Linked DNA regions of Sus scrofa: region 1 is linked to region 2. The links are chromatin contacts, called in public promoter capture Hi-C maps. All regions are on one chromosome and are shown on one strand. The core of a region is the stretch at or near the end of the contact, and the rest is flanking DNA. Distances in the headings are between cores, read along the strand shown.

Region 1 (3,944 bases), core at 58-2,557, 190 kb after region 2:
ATGGGGAGAGTGGCAGCCACCTCCTGGGTAGTGGTGAGGCACTAAGGCGTCATGTTTGTGAAGCATGTAGCAGAATGTGCCAGGCCCCAGTAGCTTCTCAGCTAAGGTTCTGCCCCTCCTCCAGACGCACCCCCCAAAGCCTAGCTGAGCCCACCATGCAATGAACCTGGCCTCTTCTGGGCTGGCGGGGGGTAGGGGGTGGCCGGCATCTGCAGGGCTTGGTGTCCCCCAAACATTGCTTTACCTTCCTGGCTGTCACTTCAATCTATTCCCTTAAGACCTGGGAATAGATTCTATTCAAAAGGCAAATGGGGGGGGTGGAGAAGAAGGGGACACTTCAGGCTGTTATCAGTCAGGGAAACCTCAGTGTGGGTGTGACAGGGAGAGCAGAGGATGGAGGAAATTGGGAGTGTTGGGAGTCAAAGAAAATAATCCGGCGGTATACGAGGAGAGATCAGGGTTCAAATGTGAGTTTTTCCTGCTGCTGAAAGAGTGCACGTTACTTAACCACTGTGAATTGTAGTTTTCTGACCTGTAAAAGGGGGCTCATACTAGATGATATACAGGGTGACCCTGGGAGTTAAGTGAAGCATTGTGACCAATGCTTAGTAGATGCTGGGTGCTATCGCCTCAGGAGGTGCGGTGAGTGCTGGGCAGAAGAGTGTGCCCCGCGGGTGGCTCCGCCACTTAGCAGCTGGCAAAGCTAATAAAGCTCTCTTCTTGGCCCGTCCAGGCCGTGGTTATTTTTTCCCTTCCCTGGTCTCAATTTTCTCAGGTTCTGCTCTTTGCCTGGGCCAGCTGTGACCACAGTGACAGCCACCTAAATTAATTATGAGAGAATGCACCTCAAATCCCAAACCAGAGAGAGGCGAGAGTACAACAATAATATTTCATTCCAGCGGAGGCAACGGGCCTCAACCTCAGCCCCAGGAAGGAAATGGTGAGAACGTTCCACCAATTCAATCGAAAGCCAGGAGAAAATTTCAGAAGAAGGGAGATGATTGAGCCGGCGGGGCGGGGCGGGGCCCGCGTGGCGGCGGCTGGGATGCGCCGCGGTGCAGCCCGGCGCTGCGGGCGCAGGTGGGAGCCCGATCGCGCCCTCCCCGCCGGGCGTCCATAAAACCCTCCCGGGCCCCGGGCGCTGTGCCCTGGTCCCTTGGTTTTTCTTCCGGGCGCCTGTCTTCTTCTCCCACCCACACCCCGCCTGCGGCTTCCGCAGCCCCTTTCCAGGTGCCCCAGAGGGGACCGCGGGTCGGCGGCAGAGCGGGCGCATCAAAGCGCAGGAGCGCCAGCCGCAGCCCGGCCTTTGTCGCCCTCTCCCCGCCCCTTCCCTGGCTCCGCCTTCCCTTCCTTTCTCTTTCCCTCCTTTCTCTCCTCCCTCCCACTAATTCCCCCTTTCCTCCCCGCCTTCTTCCTTCCTTTCTTTCCACCCGGTGCAGCACCACCGCCCCCGCGCCACCCCCCACTCCCCGCCACGCCCGGCGTCTAGAATGCCCCAAGAGAGCTGAAGCCAGGGCAGCGATCCCGGGCCTCGTTGACCTTTTCTCGCTTTGCAATGAGAGGGAGTTGGAAAGCCATCCTCACGGCAGCGGGCCCTGGCCGGCTTGTCCCACTCGGCTTGCGGTGCTGCTGAGAGATCCAGAACCGGATCCTTTTCTCGGGCATTTCACAGCCCCCGCATTGTCCTGTGTGCCCTGTCTAGGTGGCCCCAGCTCCAGTAAACTAGTCAGCCTCTGTGGTCCCCAGACACCACCTCTGAGAGCACCATGCTGGGGGCGGGGGGGAGAGTGAAATGTAACAAAGCAAAGACACCTGCCCCTCGCCCTGCTGGCTTCTGGGTACAGAGGCGCTGCCACAGAGCTCAAGGGGTTCTCTGGGCTCAGATGGGGAAGAGGCGGCAGGTGGGAGCACCGGGCCCACCGCTAGGGTGGGACAGGAAGGGAGCCTCTCAACACTAAGACTGCAGGTCCTTCTAGCAAGGCTGGGCCCCAGAGCAGAGTGGCGCTCTATCCAAATGCGGTCCCACGTGCAAAGCCTCTGACACTTCCTCCTCTGCCGGAATGGTTTCTACTCTAGGTCACAGTCTCCAGGAAAGAAAAAAGAATCGTGATCTGAATTGTTGTGGAAAATGTACTTAACATCTTAAAGTTTATTTTTAGAGCTCAGGTCTGCTGCCCTTCTCACCAGAGATGAATTCTGGAGGGGCTCTCAGCTTTACTGACCTTGAAGAAAAGATTTCAGAGATGAGAGAAAAGCAGGGAGAAGCAAGTCCTGTCCTGGGAGAATAGGTTTTTGGCTACGCTTGCGGCCCTTACCTGCCTTGACAGGGAGGCAGCCCTGGGCTGGGTCCACCAGGCATCCTGCATGCATCCAATAATGCCAGGACTGACCATGGGAATCCTTTCCAGGGGTGCAGGGCATCGCCCCTCCCTTCTTCCAAGCCTAGACACCTCAAAAGAGAGGTCTTCCCTACCCACTCCCATCCCACCCCCCTCATGCCCCCGCTTTCCATAGTCACTCACTTAATTCTCACCTAACACTGTTGCCACCCCCATTTTACAGATTAGAAGACAGCCATAGAGGGCTTAAGCAATTTGTCTGATGTCATGGAGCTTTCTGATTATTTCCCTCATCCTAAGAGAGCCCCCACCTGTGGGCACCCTGTCTAAGCCAAAGAGCACGTGGACAGAGGTCACACCCTGGGCACAGGCTGCTGAAGAGGGGGAGGGAAGCCAGGGGCTGAGGGGGAGGGAGCTCGAGGCAGCGCAGAACTGCTGCAGTGGGAGTGACTTTGCATCAGCCCTCTGGCAGCCGGTGCCAAGAGCTGCCTCTCCCTGCCAGGCTGCAGAATCCATCTCCTACATCCACCTCTTGAACTGGTACTTCTTTCCTAGCAGCCCATCAACAGCCTAGGATCTGACTCTCTCTCCATCAGAATCCAAATAGTCACAGGTTGTAACAGCTCCCCCGCTGCCCCCCTGGTCCCCAGGTCTCCCAGCTTTGAGGGCAGTGTGGAGGCTAGGAGTACAGTCTCCAGACACCTAGAGAGGAGCCTGGAGGCATCTCAGAGGGTGATGCTGCTCCCCACTGGGACCAATCAGAGGCAGAATGACTAGAGAGGGGAGAGCCCCTCCTGGGTAGGGGCAGGGGCTCTGATCAGAAGGGGATAGAGAGTGGGACACGGTCCTGCCACGGCTCAGGGGACTCTTGGGCCCTGACCTTTCTTTGACTCAAAAGCTACCTGTGAACCAAATGTCTGCCAGCTCCCTTCTGATAAGAACAGGAGAGGCACTGCCATGGATGGACAGAGCAGGACAGGGGAGCAGAAAGCGGGGGGTGTAGGGGGAAGGTTGGAGGGGCTGTTCCTATGGGAACAGCATCAAGCCAACAAAGAATCAAGCCGCCTCCCTCCTCCAAGCAAGGTCTGTATCACCCTGGAGCCTTGCAGAGGCCCCTGGAGCAGCACAGGAAGGATGCCAAGGCTGCTATAAGCCACTAGGGGCATGTTGAGACCTCACCACACTCACATGGAAGCACAGCTGTCTTCTTCCACACACAGACCTTGACACACTTTATGCTCATGTTGGTGCATACCCACATTTGCATAAGACACACACACACACACACACACACACACACACGGGCAAAATAAAAACATAAAGGGACAACCAGTAAAGCGCACCCTTGTGAGATATAATTTTGTCCGTTTCTACAGACAGATCCAGGCCCACAGGTACCCCATGACAGGCTCCAAGATGTGTCCACTAGGTGTTCCTGGGGAGAGGTCCGGTGGCCCACCGCTGGCCCCAGAGGCCGGGTGTCCAGTAACTGGATGTCTGAAAGCTCGGCTGCTCAAACCAAGGCTGGTTCTAGGACGCTCTGAGAATCCCAGGTATTGCTCTGGAGGTGCTGGGCTTCCCACAGGGATTTCAGACACTCAAACT
Region 2 (3,751 bases), core at 1,001-3,500:
ACCACCACCACCACCACCACACACAAAGACACACACACACACAGCCACCCCCTAATGCTCAATCTGTGAGAGTTCCCCAAATACGAACCACCCAGCAGCTAAGCAGCACATCAGCCTGCGTTCACCAATTACAATTCAATTTTGTGTTTGCTAGCCACTAGCCATTTGATGAGGATCCGTAAGATGAAACTGCTTAAACCTCCACAACCCAGGCATGTTGCTCTCTTTCCCACTCCCGGGCCTGTGCGCCGTTATGAAAAGGAAATATAGGTCTATGGATATAATCCAGTTACTCAAACATCTGGTCCATTAATTCAGCATCACGAACACCCCAGTTTCATCTGAAAAATAACTTTAGAATTCTGCATGTATAAGGCAACGTTAAGGAGGGAATGAGTATTTAGGCCGGGGAGGAATCAGGGACTGGTGTGTCACTAACCAACCATTTGACCTTGAGCAAAGCACTTCACCTTCCTAGGCCTTGGTGACATATCTACCATTTCTCCAGCTCCCCCAAACCAGTAAGGTGGCTCAGAAAACATGATTTTTTTCTGGGTTTTTTTTTTTTTTTGAGGGGATAGAGATACAGAAATGAGCTTTAAGGAGCTCGTTTACTGGAATGCCCTAGGATTTGATGGAGTGGTTCAAGTACAGTCACGAACTCAGTTTCCACCGTGGGCAGTATAGAGGCTAGCACTCAGCTCTTGCCTTCAGCTACTTGACCTGAGCCAGCCCTCCACTTTGGTGCTTTTAAAAGATACAAGTTGTGCATTCCCACTCTTCCTTACTACCAGGTTCAAACCTTTCAATGACCTCCTTCAAAATCCACTTGGCATTTCCAGAGAATGCACCCTCCTTCTCTGCCCATCGCTCACTCCACACCCAGGAGCCTGCCCAACCTTCAAAGACCTACTACGGGCCGGGGACTGTGCAGGCTCTGGACACAATGGAGCAGATGCTCTCCCACTAGTATTCTCATGACCTGGTCATTTTATCTCATTTTTTCTTCTGTTATTTTGTATAAACTTTTCTCAACAGCACTCTTGGCCCCACTGGAGTCCAGGACCTAGTCTCCTGCTGTGGTTACGGGTTATCTCAGCCCCGAGTTATAGAAATGCAGGAACAAGCCGTTGTTCTGGTATCCCCAGAGCGCCCGCTCCTCCGGCCCGGGGGACCCCTCGTTGCTTCCGACCCCTCTTCCGCGGGTGGGCGCTCCCACCGCGTTGCCCCGCCTCCCGTTCTTTTTCGGGTTTATTGTACCCGGAGGCCCGGGTGGATCTGCTTGTGCTCCTTCCTGCCTCATCGCTCTAAAAAACTTACACATACCCTCCCCACCCTCAAGATGACCACACCAGTGGCTCCAGCTGCCTCCCGGGAGCATCCTGTGTTTAATGGAAAGGGGCCCATTAAAGCTCTCAAAAGTATACCTTAAAGGCCATCTTAGGGCGAAGACACACCCTTTCTGGCACCAGCCCGCCAGACCGGCTCCGCAGTAAGGGGAAGCCAGTTTTTTCCTTTGGGGAAGGGCGGCCACCTCTCCGGGCAACTGGCTAAGCCCTGGCGCCTCCAGGAGAAAAAGCCTGGGACCCTAAGGCCGCCCCCGCATCGGAAGACCCCCATCGCCCAGGCCGGAGCCGCGGCGGGAACTACAGCCCGGGAAGGGGCCGGGTAGAGCGCCCCAGGGGAAGGGGAGGAGCACGCCTTTCCTCGGGGCACGGAGGGCGGAGGGAAAAAGGAAGGCGAGAGACGGGAGGTGAGGGCGGGCGGAGGGAGGGAAGGGAGGAGGGAGGGAGCGGGTTGGGGATGCCGCCGGCAGCCCGCTCCTAGCCGGGGAGGCCCAGCGGCTGTCCTTCCTCTGCCTCCGGGGCCTGCGACTCCCGAGCGCCGCCTCCAGGAGCCCAGGGCCCGCGACGCGTTCGGGCTCGGGGGCCCGCAGTCCTTCTCCAGGCTCTGCGCACCGCCTGGGGCTGCCCCGCTCCGGGCCCTCGGCTCTCCCTTCCCCCGCCCGCCCCTCATTACAGCGCTCCCTCCATTTCCAAAGTGCGTCGTCTTTTAAGCCTCTCTGCTCTGCCAACCCATTCCGCGCCGCGCCGCTTCCTCCTCCTCCGCCTCCCGCTGGCTGCGGTCGCCCTCCTGACTTCCTCCTCTTCCTCCTCCTCCCCTCCAGGGCTCCCCGCACCCCTCCCCAGGCTCGCTGGACACTCACCCCCTTCCCCATAGTGGCGGTGGTCTGTGTCCCGCGCCGGGTCCTGTTGCTTGAGAATCAGAGAGAAAAGAGAGCGGCTCCCGGCCAAGCAAGAGCGGCCGGGGGAGCGGAGAGGAGGGAGCTAGGGCTGCTGCGGGGCGGGAAGGAGGGAAGACGGCCGGCGGCTCGGGCCGATGCCACTGCTGCTGCCGCCGCCGCCGCCGCCGCCGCCGGGGCTGCTACCGCTGCTGCTGCCACGTGTCCGCCTCCTCCCGCCGCTGCTCTGCGCCCCAGACCCCGCCGCAGCTCAAGCCCGCGCCTCCTCCTCACTTCCTAAAATATGCAACCTGCGTGCTGGCCCCGCCCACGCCGCGGCACGTCACCGTTACCGGAGCAACCTGACACCGGCCGCGGGCCTGACTCCGCCCCCGCTTCAAACCCCACCCCCGCAGGCCCGGGGCCGCGCCGGCTGCGGCCGGTCGGGGCTCCCGGCAGGAGGGCGCCGGGGCCTGGGGCGCGCGTGCCCAAGTCCCGAGAGGCGGCGGCTGCGCCACTGCGGGGCGCGGCGACTCGCTGGGCAGCGGGGACTCGGCGGCCCTGCAGCTCTCGCGTCCCTCCTCCTGCCTCCCTGCGTGACCCGCCTGCTTTGGAGGGCACGCAAGGTCCGCAGTGGGTGCGGGGACGTCCGCAGAACTGGGCCCCCGAATCTCCGTGGACCTGGGACAGAAACCACGCGCTGGAGCATCTGTGGGTATCCGGGAGCTCCTCTGGGACTAAGGGAAGCGCGGGGATGGGGGGGTGGGGGTTGGGTGTGCCTGCAGCCAGCGCCCGCAGGAGGGACTCCGCCTTCCTGCGGAGTCCAGGCCCCGCGTCCACCTGCGGATGGCCTTCCCAGCCAGTCCTTTGGTGCCCCTCTGAATGCCTTCTCTGGTCTTGGGGTCTCCGTTATCCACAACCCATAGGGCTTGAGCTGGCTTTGCCAGAGGTCCCAAGACCCCCCCCCCCGCCGCCGCCGCCGCCGCCGCCGCCTTCAAGACCCCCAAATGTCAATCCAAAGGGCCTGCAGTGAATTCATTCATGCCACTGTGTGAATGAAAGTTGTTTGTCCAGATTGGGGGTTCGCTTTTGAGAGAAGGAATACTTGAAGCCCAATATCTTTAGCAAAAGGGGATCCTTGGAGAGGGACTATTAGTGGGCCTGTCTCACGCCTCTCCTTGCCTGCCCTCTGACATAGCAGGACCTCTTTCTGCCTAGGAGTGGGTGCTGTGAGGGACCTGCGCCTGCAGTGTGGTGACGGGCCCAGGACCACCCGCCCAAGAGCCCTAGCCAGGCTCTGCTGAGCCGCTTTCCTCCCACTACAGCTTCTGCAGAGGCTGCAGTGGCTGGAGGTCTCCAACAGTTAAAAAACAAAGTATTATTAACAATGTTTTCAGGAAGTCAGGCATACTCTGGGAAAGCACAAGATTTGCAGGAGAAAATCACTCCATATCTCTGGGAATTCCAACAAGAAACACAGAAAACATTCACTTCCTAAGCAAGTTAAAACTAGTCCTGTCGACATCAAGT

What was found. Promoter capture Hi-C pulls out the DNA fragments that hold promoters and counts their contacts.
Region 1: a promoter capture Hi-C map of fetal liver shows a contact between it and region 2, with 4 times the contacts expected there. The contact joins the enhancer-like site here to the promoter of ATP1A1 in region 2. A contact is called at or near these places in 3 of 5 promoter capture datasets (fetal liver, fetal skeletal muscle and liver), 9 of 47 Hi-C or Micro-C datasets (brain, embryonic fibroblasts, fetal heart ventricle and 5 more) and 2 of 2 datasets of contacts at active chromatin or transcription factors (alveolar macrophages and skeletal muscle).

What each region holds. Positions count from the first base shown.
Region 1 is chr4:104,573,859-104,577,802 of Sscrofa11.1, forward strand. The region is part of intron 8 of MAB21L3 (protein mab-21-like 3); the gene reads right to left. Among named protein-coding and RNA genes, the nearest start is that of MAB21L3, 51 kb to the right of the region's middle. Within about 2 kb of position 1,308, at least 35 of the 83 cell types and tissues checked have an H3K27ac peak or open chromatin away from gene starts, as enhancers often do. A contact at or near this core is called in fetal liver, retroperitoneal adipose tissue and skeletal muscle, where this site is marked.
Region 2 is chr4:104,382,071-104,385,821 of Sscrofa11.1, forward strand. ATP1A1 (ATPase Na+/K+ transporting subunit alpha 1) reads right to left here and starts at 2,251. Exons shown (of 23, transcript NM_214249.1): 1 at 2,207-2,251. The coding sequence starts at 2,218. LOC106508382 (proline-rich protein 18-like) reads left to right here and starts at 2,378. Exons shown (of 4, transcript XM_021089985.1): 1 at 2,378-2,932. The coding sequence starts at 2,380.